Linked DNA regions of Gossypium hirsutum: regions 2 and 3 are each linked to region 1. The links are chromatin contacts, called in public Hi-C maps. All regions are on one chromosome and are shown on one strand. Each heading gives the region's core, a stretch centred on a gene start, on an enhancer-like site or on the middle of the called end of the contact. The rest is flanking DNA. Distances are from core to core; before and after follow the strand shown. Region 1 holds the start of LOC107938838 (TBCC domain-containing protein 1). Region 2 overlaps LOC107941903 (delta(12)-fatty-acid desaturase FAD2). Region 3 holds the start of LOC107888817 (transcription factor E2FA).

The links. Hi-C and Micro-C count contacts between places; a contact is called where the count stands out from the background.
Region 2: a Hi-C map of leaf shows a contact between it and region 1, with 2.8 times the contacts expected there. The contact joins the enhancer-like site here to the promoter of LOC107938838 in region 1. A contact is called at or near these places in 3 of 34 Hi-C or Micro-C datasets (all in leaf).
Region 3: a Hi-C map of leaf shows a contact between it and region 1, with 3 times the contacts expected there. The contact joins the promoter of LOC107888817 here to the promoter of LOC107938838 in region 1. A contact is called at or near these places in 5 of 34 Hi-C or Micro-C datasets (anther, leaf and petal).

Annotation. Positions count from the first base shown.
Region 1 is chrA01:54,512,091-54,515,213 of Gossypium_hirsutum_v2.1, reverse strand. LOC107938838 (TBCC domain-containing protein 1) reads left to right here and starts at 1,345. Exons shown (of 8, transcript XM_041111740.1): 1 at 1,345-1,971. The coding sequence starts at 1,489.
Region 2 is chrA01:54,255,910-54,258,835 of Gossypium_hirsutum_v2.1, reverse strand. It overlaps LOC107941903 (delta(12)-fatty-acid desaturase FAD2), which reads right to left. Exons shown (of 2, transcript XM_016875531.2): 2 at 237-1,569. The coding sequence starts at 1,558. The coding sequence ends at 407. Among protein-coding and RNA genes, the nearest start is that of LOC107941903, 22 kb to the right of the region's middle. Within about 2 kb of position 1,260, at least 2 of the 9 cell types and tissues checked have an H3K27ac peak or open chromatin away from gene starts, as enhancers often do. A contact at or near this core is called in leaf, where this site is marked.
Region 3 is chrA01:54,776,785-54,779,556 of Gossypium_hirsutum_v2.1, reverse strand. LOC107888817 (transcription factor E2FA) reads right to left here and starts at 1,437. Exons shown (of 14, transcript XM_016813047.2): 1 at 996-1,437. The coding sequence starts at 1,283.

The DNA.
Region 1 (3,123 bases), core at 96-2,595:
TGAGAAAAATTTAAGTTGCAAATTTCGTTTTGTAATCCTGATTTCGGAAAAAAGAATTATTTATAAGTGAAAAATAGCTTGAATAGTCTCGTATTGTATGATTGTTTTATTAGTAGAGTCTAATTTAAATATAAATTTATGTGTAATTTAGATATATCTTGTTGTGACGAACTTTATAATTGGTGAAGAGAATAATAATGAAATTAGATTTAATATGATGGTTGTGTTTGATGGCATCGCGAGGAAACTCTTTACATCGTGCAGGATGTACATGCATGAGAGCCGTAGTAGGTACCCAGGCAGGGGTATAACAAGTGTAAGTAATTGGTCATATTATATGTATGGTCTTTGTACTATACGATCATTTATTTAATCCCTCCTCTAGAATTAATCATTTGTATTTTTTTTAATTTTTTAATATGTACATTTATGGTTTTTAGGCTAATTTATTTCATCAATTTCTTTAAATAATTTGGCATAATTTATTTTTTAAACATGTGACATATACTTTTTTTTATTATAATCTAAAAATAAAAATAAAAAGAGGAAACTATGTATAAATTTCAGGGCGAATTGCACCAATAGTCATTAAACTATGGATAAGTGTTTTTTTGTCACTTAATTAAAAAAGTTATAATTTGATCACTAAATTATTCAAAAAATTCTATTTAAGTAATTGAACTATTAAAAAGTTTTTATTTAAGTCATTTGGCAATTATGTTATTTTTTTTAAAAAAGTTTGAGTTCCAAGTAATGATTTGACAATTGATATGATAGATCAACACTCATTGACGAGAAGAATAATAGTTGTTTGAATTTTTGTTTACAGATTCGTGACGTCTAAAACTATTTCATGAAAAAAGCTGAACTATAGAAGACAAAAAAGAGAGAGCTTTTGATTGGTTTAGATAATGTAAATAAAAAAAGTCATATAATATCGATTTTAACAGCTCAGTGACTTAAATGAAAACTTTTGAATAATTTAATGACCAAATTATAGTTTTTTAATTAAGTGATCAAAATAAAAATTTATTCATAATTTAGTCACTAATGGTACAATTTACCCTAAAATTTATCGAACTATATAAAAATATTAAGGCTACATTACCGCATGTTTGAAAAACCATATCAAACTTTTTGACATAATTAATGGAAAAAATATTTCAGGATTGAAAATATATATTAAAAAAAAAAACCAAAGAGATTAGATATAATCCAATTATAATAGAAGGACTAAATCTAACAAAATGCATAATAAAAGGACCTTTCTATAAAATTTGACCTAAATAACTGATTGCCTCTACTAACGTTACATCCCAGTAAATCCAGCCACGTCAGCGGTTCCACCATACCCGATCCCACCTAACCGCACCCAACCACTCACTCTTCCCCTTCAACAACATCATTCATTGCTCGAAGATCTGCAGAACAAAACTCTTCTATTTCATTTTTTTCATTAGCAAAAAAAGCCTATCTTAAATCAAAGCGATGGCCGACCCCATAGAACCATCAACGTCATCGAGCGACCCGAATTCGATTCCAATACCGACCGCTATCTTACACCCGCGACGCGAGCCTTTCGAGCACGGTCTCCTAACAATCCAGAAGCTCATATTCAACGACCCCGTCCAAGCACTAACCCCTCTAAAGCAAAAATTCGCATCCCCCTCAACTCAACGAGTCGACTCGGCGGCCCTCGCTGAATTGCTACAGATCTCATTCGACCATTCGCGTCTCGTCCTTGAAACTCTCGCTTCTGTCCTCCACTCGGAACCCGACCCGCTCGTAACCGCCCTGCCGGATGATGTCGACTCCATTGGTGCCGATTTGCGTGATCTGATCCTGTTTTTGTATATTCAATCGTATAAGAGGCTTTTGCCGCGCTCGCACAAGGACTCCGCTGCGGTTGCCGATGTCTGGCCTTCCATGTCAGCATTCGATGGTTACTTGTCGGCCCTTTCGCCTTTGCAGGTAAGGAGCCTGACCCTTCGCTATCCCTTTTTTTTTTCTTTTTTGGTGAAATGTGTTTTTTTTAATTGAATTTGTGGTTATTGGAACTTAGGTGGTTATTGATTTAATTTCAATGTCGTTTATACAATTATGGTAGATTGATGGTTACTTTTAGGAAAATAAACGCCTTTGATGCTGTGGGCTTATGAAATTCGCGAAAAGTTGACTCTTGCTCGGCATTGGGAAAGAACAAATGTGATTCTGTTTTGACTAACGGAAAGATGTCTTCGAGGATTTAATCTTTTAGATAACTGAGGCTATGTTTGGTTTTGGAAATAGGATGCAAAATCTCTTAGTAAACTAAAGGCAATAATATTTTTGAAGTATTAATTTAACTTTCAGATGCCAACAATGCGTGATATATGTTTATATGGAACAATTATGTGTGAGTTTGCTTAACATTTTACCATTATTTTTTTTATTGATAAAATAGGATTTTGTTTTAATTTTTTGTAAAATTCCATTTGGTTGATGTTTTTGTCGCTTGCTTTTTGAAGCAAAAAGGATGTGCAATGCATACTTCTTGAACAATGCATTTATAAAAACAATAATTTTAATAAATTAAAGTTAAAATACAATTCCCAATGAGGCCTTGGCCCAAATGGTAAAGGCGGAGGCCTTGGGTCCCAGGTTTGAGACTTACCATGCGTAATTATATGCGTAGGTGTTTGAGTCCCATCTGTGCAGTTGTCGTGTGAGTTTTAGTCGAGTTTCTTAGCTTTCGTATAATTTTATGCATGGTGTCTGAGTCCCATCATGTGCAGTTGTCATGTGTGAGTTTTAGTCTAGTTTCTTAGCTTTAGTATGGATTGTACTAGTTCTTAGTCTATTTGTGCTGCAATGGTTCGATTCTACTTTGTGGTACCTTGGGTAGTCCGTTGTAATAGTTTGATGCTTGTGGTTACTTGGACATGTATTTGTACCTTGATTGTACTTGTTACACTTAAGAAAAAGAAGTTAAAAAAGTAAAATTGATTTTGTAAGTAAACTGCATGAGTATGCCTTTATGTAGAAAATTATATGTTGGCGTTGCATTTTAGTTATATTCATTTTTAATAAATTATTAAGTTGCTCAATTATTTACTTTTTTTTAATACTAACTTTTAGGAGGTG
Region 2 (2,926 bases), core at 11-2,510, 260 kb after region 1:
AAATTTAATTATTCTTAGTAAACGTAACATTTTATATACACAAAAAGCAAACTGAAAATGGTGCTATGTTATTAATTTATTATAATTGAAATAAAATCAAAATTTATATATATAAACACTTGTATAAAATCAACATCAATATTCATATATTATGGCAATAACTCAAACTGAAAGATCCTTTTTTTTATAAAACAAACTTAAAATCTTATTAGGTGTCAAGCTTGAAAGTAAATTAATTATTGCCAATCCATGCTGTGTATTTATTTCTACCATTATTTAATAGTGAACAAGATTATTTTCTGCAAATACAAAGCTAAAAAGTCCCAAAAAGGAAAACCAAGTATGTCGGCTAAAATATCCTTAAAACATCAACGACTAGAACATGCCTAAGGTAAAATGCAAATATTTAAAGCTTGTTTCTAAACCAAAACACACCTTTGTCCTTGTCGCCCTCATCTGGTTCAACGTAAAGACACTCCTTCGCCTCCCTCCATATCGCCTTATAGACAGGCATCCCATCGAACTGATAGTATTCCCCCAATATTGGCTTTATCGCCTTGGTGGCCGCCATTGCATGATAGTGAGGCATTGTAGAAAACAAATGATGAGCCACATGAGTGTCGGTTATGTTATGGAAAACCTTGTTTAAAATCCCATAATCTCTGTCCACAGTTGATAAAGCTCCTCTCATCCAGTCCCACTCCGAGGAATCATAGTGCGGCAAAGATGGGTGAGTGTGTTGCAAATACGTGATCATTACTAAGAAGGCGTTAACCACCAATAATGGCACCCCATAAACGCTAATAACCCAACCTACCCCTTTGGCCAACACGAGACGGTAGAGCGCATAGGCGACAGCGAGGACGCCGGCGTCAGAGATATAGATTTGGAGTCGTTCCCGGTCGGAAAATATGGGGCCGTAAGGGTCATAGTGGCAAGCGAACCTGTCGTAAGGCCGACCGGCAACGTTGAAAGCTAAGTAAAGCGGCCAACCAAGGGTAAGTTGAATGGTGATTGACAGAAACCGACCCGGTGGATTGTTGAAGTGTTTGGCCCACCATCTTAAACCAGATTTTTTCTTGGGAACGAACACTTCATCCCTTTCGAGGGAACCGGTATTGGAATGGTGACGACGGTGGCTATATTTCCAAGAGAAATATGGAACTAAGAGAGAAGAGTGGAGGATAAGGCCAACGGTGTCGTCAAGCCATTGATAATCACTGAAGGCATGGTGGCCACATTCATGGGCTATGACCCAAACGCCGGTCAAAATCCAACCTTGCATGGCCCAATAAAGAGGCCAAGCCACGTAGGAGAGAGGCTGAGGAAGGTTATGGAAGTAATTGGTGGCCACATAATAGAAAAGAGAGGCCAATATAAAGTCGTAAAGGAGATATGAGAATGAGCGTAAAACGGAGCGCTGGAAACAGTGTGGTGGGATGGCTTTCTTGATTTCACTCAGAGTGAAGGGCGGCTTTGAGTATGGAACTCGCTTCAGTGAGTTGAATTCGGATTTTTTTGGACTCGGTGGAACCGACATTCTGCCTCCAGCACCCATTGTTCCACACCCTGAAAAAATAAATGGATAGTGGAAATGGTTAAAAGAACAAACATGGTAGATTGAAAATTTAATAGAAAAATATCTGCTAAATAACCGACTAAACTTATTAGTCTCAATATAATCCACTTCACTAACCATAAACAAACCAAAATTATTATTCTCCATGTTAATTACTCAATTTTAATCTCTAAACCCCTACAAGGATACTAGTTGATAATATTCATTTTGATACTCGAACTTAACTATAAGGTTTAAATTAGTAGTTAAGATTTTTTTTTAATTAGATACTTGAACTTGACTTTAAAGTTTAATTTGGTACAAAACTTATTTTAGTCCAATTAGGCATCTGAACTTAACTTTTTGGTTTGAATTAGTACATGAATTTGGTTTTTAGTCCAAATTAATATGTACAATAAATGACTTATTTGATTCTAAAAAGAAAGACTTATTTGAACCAATTGGACCTATTAAGACAAGTTCAAATACTAATTTTAAACCAAAAGCAAAATTTAAGTACCAAATTGAACCTTGAGGACAAATTTAGGTACCTAATTAGACAAAAAAAAACCTTAGATACTAATTTGAACCTTAAGGTATATTTACCCTTTTTATAATATCATTAATTATTCCAAATAATTAACACTGCTAGCTATTTTAATTAAAACACTAAGGTAGATAAAGATCTATATTATTGATTAATACTTTTTATAAATCAACTGAACATCAACTCAAATAATGACTAAAATATCACTACTTCACAATGTGTTTTTGCATGTATATATATATATATATATATATATATTATTTAGAATACAAATCCTCTGCCCCAAGCTCTTGCCTCCACCGTGTCCCTCGTGTACTTTTTTTTTTCATTTTATATCCTATAAACATTAACAAAAAGTAAAAATTATCTTTTCAATTTTATACTAATTGTAAAAGAATTAAAATTGATAAGAAATAAAAATTTTAAACCAATTGATCATATATATTTTAATTTATAGAAAAAATATAAATAATTTAATATATTGAATTTTGATAAGATAGTTCTTAAATTAAATCTACAACATTAAACTAAAAACTAATTTTTTTTTTAGTATAAAAATTCGTATCAATGGAAAAGATTGCTTTTTGGGTATAATGAGTTTATTAAGTTTGAAATAAAAATTTATAACTTGTAAAATTTTAAAATCATTTAAATCTATCTAAGCTTATTTGACCTAAACTAATTTGAATATAAAAAATTTAAGTACACAAAATTTTGATTTCAAGAAAAATTTGTGTCAAAGAATATCTAAAATGAGTTTATTCAAGTCTAAGATAATTCAAATTTGAAAAAATTCAAATCCGAAGAAAATCAAATTTGGA
Region 3 (2,772 bases), core at 188-2,687, 260 kb before region 1:
AATACATAAGATGAGTTACTGTTAAGTGTAAACCATAAAAACCTTCAGAATTACTTGACTAATTGATGCAAAGGCTTTTACAAAGGCCTAAACTCATGGTGATCAATGCCATGAAACAATCAAGTATGTACAAACAATAGTGATTCACTTGTTATTAGGTGGAGGACAACAAGTGGAAAGAATACTTCATATATGAACATAGGTTTTGAAACAGATTAGCAATCATAATTTGTAGGGGGAAATTATGCAGCCAGAGTCAAAACAATGTCAACCGAATCATTTATCAAATAACCATCAAATCTGCAACATCCAAAGAATTTACAGACTTCAAGCTTTCTTCACATAGGGCATGGCATCTAACAATCTGTTCTAAACCAACAATGCAGCACATGCATCTTCTTCCTCTCCGAGTATAGCAAGTTTATTACATGAAACTAATATGCTACCAATTGCAATTACGTCTGAAATCCAAAACATTACAAACAAAAACCCAATAGCTAGATATTCACTTTCATCAAGTCGGTCAAAAGTTATAGTGCTAAAAACTAGTTTCTCAGAGCATGAAAGTGCATAAACCATCAAGTTTCAGCCATTGGATGATGCCGGCATCGTTAAATTTCAACTTAGTTCAGCAAAGAAGCACTTTATTCAGCCCAAAGCCCATTATACCATCAAATACATCATCAAAAACATAAATGCACTGCGAAAAAAATCACGTATTAAAGTACAAGCATAACAATTTCACCGCAGAGTCAAATAATGCTAATGATACTGATAATTTCAACTCCACTAAGTGAACAACAAAACTGGAGATTATCAATTGTCAATAAAAGTTGCAATCGAACAAAATATAACGATATATGTCAAATGAGAGTAAAATTATCGTTAAATAGAAAACATGTTGACAGTTGACTAACCACGCCATAACCACCATTTTTAAGGAAAAAATGTGAAAAACATTATTTGAAAATTACAAAAAAATAACAATAACTCACTGGAGATCTCACAACAATCGCTTCAACTTCTTGATCGGCGCTAATTCCACGAGTATTGTTACCGGTGGTTAAATTATTGTTACTATTATTAGAGGACAATCTATGATAATCATCCGGATGAACAAATGGCGGCTTCATCGAGGCGAAAGCCAGGTGGCGGCGTATCGGCGGAACAATCGAAGGAGCCGACGGAGCTGGTGCGGAGACGGCAGCCACAGAAGGAGGAGGATGCGGCGGCGTGGGGCAAGCGGAGGCTCGAGCCACACCGGACATTGAGGTATACGGCATAGAGATAGAGAGAGGAAACCAGAGAGAGAGAGAGGGGAGCGTAGAAATTCACTTGGAAAAAAGAGAAAGTGAGGGTTGGAGAGAAGGATGAGGGAAAGTTGCGAAGAGGGAAAGGGTTAAAGGAGGGAAAATGAAAGAAAAGAAATTTGAGAATAGAAAAATATTCTTTTTTATATTTTTTAATAACTTTATGTTATTATTATTTTCACTTATTTTTAATATATTTCCGGAAATATGAAAAAAAAAATTAAATGATTTTTTTTTTATGTTTGAATGAATAAAAGAAAAATGTAACTTATCATTTGGTTGTTCTTTTGATTTTTTTTCATATAAGAATATAGACATAAATACTAAAATATTATTGAATTTTAAATAATAAAATTATTAGTACAATATTAAAATATTGGTTTGTAATATTATTATTTCAAATATTAATATTTTACTAATAAAATTAATGTTAATTTTTTTAATATTAATTACATGAAATATATGTTTCAATCTAAAAAAATATTGTAATGATATGATTTATATTAATATAATAATTTATTTAAATATTAATTTATATCTATTTAAATAGAAACATTGACATAAATTTTAATTATTAATATTTTAATTTTTATCATTAAACTGTTAGCTTTTAATATTTTTTTTTCGACTAAAAGATCTGACTGCTATTTTATTAATGAAAAACAAGTAAAACAGAACTGGGCTAAGTCCATATAAGGAGCCCTACTAAAATTTCAAGCCTGCATATAAGGCAAGGTCGGCCTAAAGAAACAGGTCCATGATTCCTAAAAAAAAAAAATCGAAACAGAAATAAAATAAAAAATAGTTAACCTAATTAAATCTTATCCAGTCAAATCACTAACTGGGGCTTCAATGTGTTGTCGCTTCACGTCCTCTTCAGCATTATGACGGTAGCAGTTTCCAAGGGAAGCAATTGATTTCCTACTACCTTTTTCAAACAGTCCTTCACCTACATTTTCTTTCAATCTGGTTCTCTTGGTCTCCTCTCCTCTGATGCTTGTCGAACAAAATCTGGAAGCCCTCCTACCAGGTAATGGCTAACTCCTCTCTTCAACACTTCTTTTGCTAGAGTATGAGCGTAAAGATTTTCTATGTTGGGTATGAAGTGGAACTTTATCTCTTGAAATCTGCCTTTCTTATGCTGAATATCTCTGATGATCACACCGATGTTTGATTTGTCTATCTCTGTGTTCTGGCATTTTTTAATTACTGTCTTTGAGTCTCCCACAATTTCCAGTTTATTTAGACCCATGAATAACCCTAACTTGACTGCTTGTAATCCTGCATGCGCTTTTGCTAAAAATGGATTTGCAATTTTGGAGTAAATGATCGTTTTTGATGCAAGAATCCGTCCTTTCTCATCTTTTACAAACAATCCTGATGCTGATCTGAAAGTCTGTTGATCAAAGGCCGCGTCAAAGTAGATTGTGACTCTCGATCTTCTTCTTTCCTGTACAGCATT